2 separate regions of the Mus musculus genome follow, and region 2 is linked to region 1. The links are chromatin contacts, called in public promoter capture Hi-C maps. All regions are on one chromosome and are shown on one strand. The core of a region is the stretch at or near the end of the contact, and the rest is flanking DNA. Distances in the headings are between cores, read along the strand shown. Region 1 holds the start of Lyrm2 (LYR motif containing 2). Region 2 overlaps Ankrd6 (ankyrin repeat domain 6).

The links. Promoter capture Hi-C pulls out the DNA fragments that hold promoters and counts their contacts.
Region 2: a promoter capture Hi-C map of the HPC-7 cell line shows a contact between it and region 1. The contact joins the enhancer-like site here to the promoter of Lyrm2 in region 1. A contact is called at or near these places in 15 of 39 promoter capture datasets (the C10 cell line, the HPC-7 cell line, HPC-7-derived erythroid cells and 9 more), 25 of 484 Hi-C or Micro-C datasets (CD4 T cells, DN2 thymocytes, the G1E-ER4 cell line and 17 more), 24 of 115 datasets of contacts at active chromatin or transcription factors (the 230-238 cell line, the SCID.adh cell line, bone marrow-derived macrophages and 15 more) and 3 of 9 other capture datasets (adipose tissue, liver and pancreatic islet).

What each region holds. Positions count from the first base shown.
Region 1 is chr4:32,798,401-32,802,431 of GRCm38.p6, forward strand. Lyrm2 (LYR motif containing 2) reads left to right here and starts at 1,859. Exons shown (of 3, transcript NM_175364.4): 1 at 1,859-1,935; 2 at 2,210-2,350; 3 at 2,743-3,868. The coding sequence starts at 1,891. The coding sequence ends at 2,823.
Region 2 is chr4:32,934,949-32,938,665 of GRCm38.p6, forward strand. All of the region lies in intron 1 of Ankrd6 (ankyrin repeat domain 6), which reads right to left. Among named protein-coding and RNA genes, the nearest start is that of Ankrd6, 14 kb to the right of the region's middle. Within about 2 kb of position 2,288, at least 37 of the 459 cell types and tissues checked have an H3K27ac peak or open chromatin away from gene starts, as enhancers often do. A contact at or near this core is called in the HPC-7 cell line, the N1E-115 cell line and nephron progenitors, where this site is marked.

The DNA of each region.
Region 1 (4,031 bases), core at 609-3,108:
GCCCCAGTCCTTGTATCCTCCTTGTAGGTCTAAGGATTCTGAAGAACCAGTACCTGCTCCCTCTGAGAAATCAAATATTTAAAAGCCACTAAAAAGGGGCTGGAGAGATGGCTCAGCGTTTAAGAGCACTGACTGCTCTTCCAAAGGTCCTGAGTTCAAATCCCAGCAACCACATGGTGACTTCCAACCATCTGTAATGGGATCCGATGCCCTCTTCTGGTGTGTCTGAAGATGACTACAGTGTACTCATATATATAAAATAAACACATTTTAAAAAATAAAATTAAAATAAAAGTCACTAAAAGAAGTGAGAAATGAAGTGACTAAGGTAATGTCTTTTTGTCCCGATCTTACCCTGCTTTGTGTTGGCTCAGGCACATATTTAGTCCCTTAAACCCCTTGAATCGTCACATCCATTATGGCAACACATTTGGGACTTTCCATGGCCTCAGATACATAATCAAAATATCTTCTGGTTGTGTAGTCAAAACAAATACTACCATATTCCTGACTTACACCTGACAATGATGGCATTGCGTCTTTTGTCTTTAAAAAGACTGTACGCTGAGCTTTGGCGCTGAGAGTTATTTGAGGCAAGAACCTACTCTCAGTCAATTAAGTAACACTGCATTGACCTTCAAAGCTTTCCTACTCAAAGTATAAATCTTTGAGACAGGGAGTATATATCTATATGACAACATTGCCTGTGGCTAACATGAGTGTAGAGAAAAGAATGTACAAAATACCTGTTCTCGGTGCCCAATTTAGACCCAGCACTAATTATGAATCTTATAAATATCCCCAGGTGATGTGGAAATTAGCTCAGTGCCTTTCCAAGGGTCATAGAAAATATCCTAACAAGAAACTACTGGATCTGCCAGAACAACAACATAAAAAGCAAAATTTATAGCTTGATACCTGGCCGAGATAAAACAAGACTGATCGAATTATTTAGACAATAAAAGACCCTGCATTCAAAAAGATTACTACAATGACCTGAGAAAGTCATGAATTATTTAATAAATGATCTTGAATTTTTAGTCTAGTGGCTGGAAAAGAACTTAGATCCATAGTGTGTCATAAATGAAAATAACTTACGTGGAGTAAATATAAAACTGATCATAATAATACACTTTTACAACAGCTGTGAGTAGAAGACAATATTGTAAAGTCTCAAAAGAAACAAATATGTTAGCCGGGCATGGTGGCGCACGCCTTTAATCCCAGCACTTGGGAGGCAGAGGCAGGCGGATTTCTGAGTTTGAGGTCAGCCTGGTCTACAGAGCGAGTTCCAGGACAGCCAGGGCTACACAGAGAAACCCTGTCTCGAAAAACCAAAAAAAGAAACAAATATGTTAATGTAGAGTTAAAGCTCTCTATATAAAGAAATTATCCAAGGGCCATTGAAATGGCTCAGACATTAAAGGTGCTTTGCCCCAAACCTGATGATACAGGTTTGATCCCCAACGTCCCATGTTAGAGAAAAATTGAAAAACCAAAACAAAACACGAGAAGCAGATTCAATAACCTGACTTCTGGGTATGTGATGTGGGGGACAAAAACAAAAAAGCGAGAGGGCACACGAGTAGGGAAAGCGCACGGAGTCGCAACGATCGAGGCGACCTGCGTGCTGTAGGATAAAGTGTAGAGAAAAAGAGAAGCTTCCAGGATGCAAACGGAATTTGCCAGCATAATGGCGGTCTTCTCAGTTATACACAGCAAGGGTGCTCAAAAGGCACACATTTTCTCCCCTCCCGTAAAAGCGACCGAGCTCCTGGGTTCTCCGCGGAAAACCCAGGACTCGCGCATCCGTCTCCTCCTTCCGCTTCCGTGACCAGGGTGCCCGAGGGCCACTTCCGCTCCTGAGCCGCAGCAGCTTCCGTGGGCAACATGGCGGCATCCCGCTTGCCTCCCGCAGCCCTGACGCTGAAGCAGGTACTGCTGATCTCTCAGCCCCGCGGAGGTGTCCTGTGTGGTCGCGCTCCCCCTGCGACCTGGCTCGCCGCGGCCACCGCGGGCCTCGGCCGACAGCCTCAGCCTCCCGAGGGCGGAGCTGCTAGGCGTGCCCCGCCCTCGCAAGCCGCCCGCCCGCCGGTCCGCAAGGATTCTCTCTTGTTCTGTTTGCTAGCGAGGACCAAAGGGCTATTTCTGCTTGCTGAGTGGAGCCGGCTGGTTTGTGGTAACTTGTCTTTCTCCTTCCCTTGAGCAGTTCATGAGAAGGCAGCAAGTTCTCCTCCTCTACAGAAAGATTTTGCGAGCGATTAGGCAAGTTCCAAGTGATTCTGACCGAAAATACCTTCAGGATTGGGCCAGGGAAGAATTTAAAAGAAACAAAAGTGCCACAGAAGAGGTGAGAGCAAGACCACGCTGGGGCCACGGCTCCTTTGTCCCATTGTATCACTGAGCTTGTGAAGTTTAGCGAACACCTTGGAATATGCCACAGAGAATTTGCTCACTGCCCACTGGGTATTTTACATTTGTTTTGCAGCACATCTGGCTTTGTATTGTGTAGCCTAGCGTCCAGCTTTCCACTTCACACTACTGTTTTTTTTTGGGGGGGGGGGGTGGATGGGGGGAGTGCCTTTTGGTGACAGGATTGAATGTAGTGCCTTGGGCATTGGTAAGCCCACAGCTACAACCTGTAACAGCCACTGTTGGTTCTTGACTGTACCAGATACAATAATAGAACTTTGCCGTGGTTAAGCTGGTAAAACAATGACTAGATTGTCCTTTCCTCCACAGGATACAATCCGAATGATGATAACCCAAGGCAATATGCAGCTAAAGGAACTAGAAAGGACGCTTGCCTTAGCCAACTCGTAACTGGAAGATTTTTCATGTGTTTTGCACAGGCTCCGAGCCACTGTCATAGAGCACCCAAAAAGGTGATAATCACTCTGATCAAGAATATAAGTGAAGCGTGTTAATATTTCCACTACAGTCCGTGGCTGTAATAATTAAACGTGAACTAATGTCAAGATGAGAGGTTGGAATCCTCAATTGCTCAGAGGGAAGGTGAAATGGCAGCCCCTTTGAAAAACAGACGACTAGTTAGCAATTCTTAGAAAGGCAATGAGGACAGGGCTGGTAAAGATAGCTCCTCATGAAGACTCTTGCTGCCAAGGACAGAAGTTTGGTCCCTGTGACACTCATATCGTGGAAAAAAAAAAAAAACCACTCCAGAAAGTTGCCCTCCGACCTCCACACAGGCACTGTGGCACACAAACCAAAATGAGTGTATGTTGTGATGTGATCACAAGCTGTTACAAAGTCAGATGCAGGACTGGCAGTGTACTGCCCTAGAAAAGTGATTCTCTTGCTGTGGGTCATGACCCCTTTGGGGCCAAACAACTCTTTCACGGGGGTCTAGTATTAGGTATTTATGATTCATAACAGCAATATTACAGTTATGAAGTAACAAAATTTTTACAGTTGTGGGTCACCATAAAATTAGAGCTGTATTAAAGGGTCACAGCATTAGGAAGGTTAAGAACTGGCTAGAAACAGCGCTAGATCTTGCTTGAATAACCTGCTTTGTCCTTCAGAGTTCTGAAGTGACTTTCTTCAGGTGTGACATGGTTTGATAACCATAAGACTGAGGTCTCGCGGAGCTTTAGTGGAAATAGCTAAGAACACCAAGAAGAGGGAGCACTGGGTGGGCAGTTCAGCTCCTGCACCTAACATCCTCATGAAATGATGAATCAGAGCACTGACTGCTCTCCCAAAGGTCCAGAGTTCAAATCCCGGCAACCACATGGTGGCTCACAACCGTCTGTAATGAGATCTGGTGCCCTCTTCTGTTGTGTCTGAAGACAGTTACAGTGTACCTATAAATACAATAAACAAATCTTTAAAAAAAAAAAAAAAGAATCATCATTAAGGAGCATTGTACTCTGCATTCTCCTGCAAACACTGGAAAAAGAAATAGGTCACAAAGTTGACAATTTAGTGGAATCTTTGAAAGTGACAGCTTGTTGATGAATCTGAACTTATACTGTGAACAGAAGGCCCATCAACACAGAGAAGCCAAA
Region 2 (3,717 bases), core at 1,038-3,537, 140 kb after region 1:
AAAGTTGAATTATCTCACTAATACTACATTCAGGAAGAAGTTTTTGTTGTATTTATAATACACCTTGTAACTTGATAAATACTAACTGAACTGTAGTTTTTCTATTGGAGACTACATGGGTGAAGTTTAATTGACCAAACTTAATTCAATAAGTGTGAAACTCTGTTCACTGAAAAGAATCATTTAAGAGTCAATTAAGACTCTTCTATGAAGCCGGGCGTGGTGGCGCACGCCTTTAATCCCAGCACTCAGGAGGCAGAGGCAAGCGGATTTCTGAGTTCGAGGCCAGCCTGGTCTACAGAGTGAGTTCCAGGACAGCTAGGGCTACACAGAGAAACCCTGTCTCGAAAAAAAAGAAGAAGAAAAAAAAAAGAAACAAAGAAAGAAAGAAAAATCTCTTATAAATTCATAATTTATAAGCATGTAAAAACATTTTAAAAAATGTCCTCAGACAATCCACACATAGATAGAAGCAAAAGAAGCATAAGGATTAAAAACATATAAAGCTGGACATGGTGGCACATATATGTAATATCAGCACTTGGTAGGTGGAGACACGGGAAACTTTACGGGCAGCTGAGGCTATATGGCAAGTTCAAAGCCAGCCTGATCTTCAAACTGACACCATCTTCCAAACTCTTCAAACTTCTTTCCTGCCTTCCTCCTCTTCCTTTTCCTCTCCTCCTCTTTCTTTTATTCACCTTTAGTTTTTTTGTTTTAGAGTCTCACTATGTAGCTCTCTCTGGCTGTTCTGGGACTCTTATAGACTAGGCTATCCTGGAACTCAGAGATCCATCTATCTCTGCCTCCTGAATGCTGGGATTAAGAGTGCAGAGACTGCTGGGCGAGGTGGCGCATGCCTTTAATCCCAGCACTTGGGAGGCAGAGGCAGGCGGATTTCTAAGTTCGAGGCCAGCCTGTTCTACAGAGTGAGTTCCAGGACAGCCAGGACTATACAGAGAAACCCTGTCTCGAGAAAAAAAAAAAAAAAAGAGTGCAGAGACTGGCCAGGTGTGGTAACCTTTAATCCCAGCACCCAGGAAGCAGAGGCAGGAGGGTCTCTGAGTCCAGTTAGCTTGGTTTACCTGGTCTACAAAGTGAATTCTATTAGGGCAGCCAGGGCTACATAGAAAGAACCTGTCTCAAAACAAACAAATAAATCCTCCCTCCATCACTGCACAAGCAGAGAGAGAGAGACAGACAGACAGACAGACAGACAGAGAAAGAGAGGAGGGAGGGAGGGAGAGAGAGAAATACATGCCTATTCACTGGGCAGCAATTCACATTCTTTTTTTTATTATTATTTTAGTCCATGTGCATTGCTGTTTTGCCTGTGTGTGTATCTGTATGAGGATGTCAGATCCCCTAGAGCAGAAGTTATATGCAGCTATGATGCCCCATGTGGCATCCTGAGAATTAAACCCAGGTCCTCTGGAAGAGCAGCCAGTGCTCTCAACCACTGAGCCATCTCTCTCCAGCCCCTGCAGCACACATTCTTAAAGATCTGTGTGGGCCAGAGATTTCAAGGATAGCTGGGAAGATGAAAGTCCCTTTTTGTCTTAGCAGGCCCTCTTTTTGTTTTAGAATTCACTCAGACTCTCTGAAAATTTTCTACTTCCTCCTTGACACACCCACAAACCCTTTTGAAATCTCCCTCTGCTTGGCAGCATTCCCTGGCTACCTTCTCAGTCCCCACAATTCCTTCATTCCTTCTCTGTCCCTAAAGTCAAGGTGGGCCCTGCCAGCAAGCCCTCTGAAATCTATACAGACAGAATAAAACTTGAACTCAAAATTGAGAATAACCCCCCCACCCCACCCCAAAAGAAAAGTTACAAAGTAGTTCAGATGGAAGCAAGGTAAGTTCTAGAAAAGGTGTTATTAACTCACAAAAGACTCTTGGCAAACCATGGCAGGTTACAAATGAATACACAAGATCACACGATCTTTTCCTGTGTATCATGTGACATTTCTGCTCTGGCTTCCAAACAAAAGCCAGACAGATGTAAGTGCTTGTAGATAACACTCCAGCAAGGCTCAGATTTCTGTAAGGAGGCATGTATGATCAAGTTGCAAGAGGCGAAAGAGGTGTTTTAGCTTACAGAAAAAACACTACTGATCTGCAGAGCAAGTTCCAGCTGCCTGTTAGTCTAACACGGGACACCTAATCAGGTCAAAAGGAAGTGAAGTCCCTGCCAGTGGACGGAGGAGCTCTCACTACTAGATACAATGTCACCAACAGCGATGAGACTCACTCTCTTACTGAGGAACAACGGCAGCTTTGAGCTACAGAGACTAATAATTATCCTCCCAAGCACAGCGCATGAGACTACGTAGTCTATTATCTCAGACCGTAGGGTTGAAGAGTTGTGGTTTGACACTTAATTGATAAATTGGGCAGGCTGACTTTTGTTTCTAGTGCCCCAAAACAAAGATTTTTGCTTCCAAATGTGAACAATAAGGGGCAGAAAGGCAGTTCAGTGGTGAAGTCCTTCCTTGGCATAAATAATGTCCTGGGTTCATCCCCAGTACACACACCCACCTCCTCCCCCCCCCACACACACCCATAACCACATACCACACACACACACACACACACACACACACACACACACACACACACAGAGAGAGAGAACCTAGAGAACCTAATGAAAGACTGTCTTCAAGGAAATCCAGGGGCAAACATGAGGTTAAGGTTGCTTTTTGTTTGCTTGCCCTATCTAAATTCATATTATCTGAAATAAATAATGGTTTCTATTGATTTTTGAAAAAGTCATAAGGCTTTTAATTTGATTAAATATCGTGTTAAGGTACAAGTATTTAAAATATTCATTCCTTTTACCTAATAATTTAATTTCTGGTAATCTGCTTAAAGGAATTAGCTAATAGGATATAAAGTTTTTATGTACATAGTTTCAATGTTGTTTTTAAAACAGCATCCCAAGCCAGGCAGTGGTGGCGCCCACCTTTAATCCCATCACTTGAGAGGCAGAGGCAGGGGGATCTCTGAGTTGGACCAACCTGGTCTACAGAGTAGGACTCCATAGAGAAACTGTTTCTTGAAAAACCTAAACAAACAAACATTGAAGAATCTGTGTTCAAGAAGAAGAAAATCTTAGCAAAGGACACTGCGTTGTTGAGGGACTGGTGGCTAGCTAAATAAACTTAAGGCATGGATTGAAGGCTCAGTGGGGAAGGACCTGTTGAACATTCGGCAAAGGTCTGAGCATGATGACCACTGCCAAACAAATGATTTTTTTTAAAGATTTATTTATTATTATGTATATGAGTACACTGTAGCCATCTTCAGACACACCAGAAGAGGGCATCAGATCTCGTTACAGATGGTTGTGAGCCACCATGTGGTTGCTGGAATTTGAACTCAGGACCTTCAGAAGAGCAGTCAACGCTCTTAACTGCTTGCTGAGCCATCTTTCCACACCACCCCCAACAAATGTTTTAATCCTAAATTATGAGCACCAGCTTTGCAGCAGATGCAAGGTGATTTAACATAAAGCTTACTTTATGCTAAATTGCTTCCTAACACCCTAAACCGGCACTACTTAGGCACAGCCTGGGAAACTTAGGAAAGCGAAGGGAGAAGAGGGAGGGGGAGAGGAAGGAAGGAAGAAAATGGGAGTGGGACAATGGGGAGTGTTTCAAGGTAAATGTCCCCTCAAAATACATGCACACAGTCTTTGTCAGAGTGTGACTGTCCAT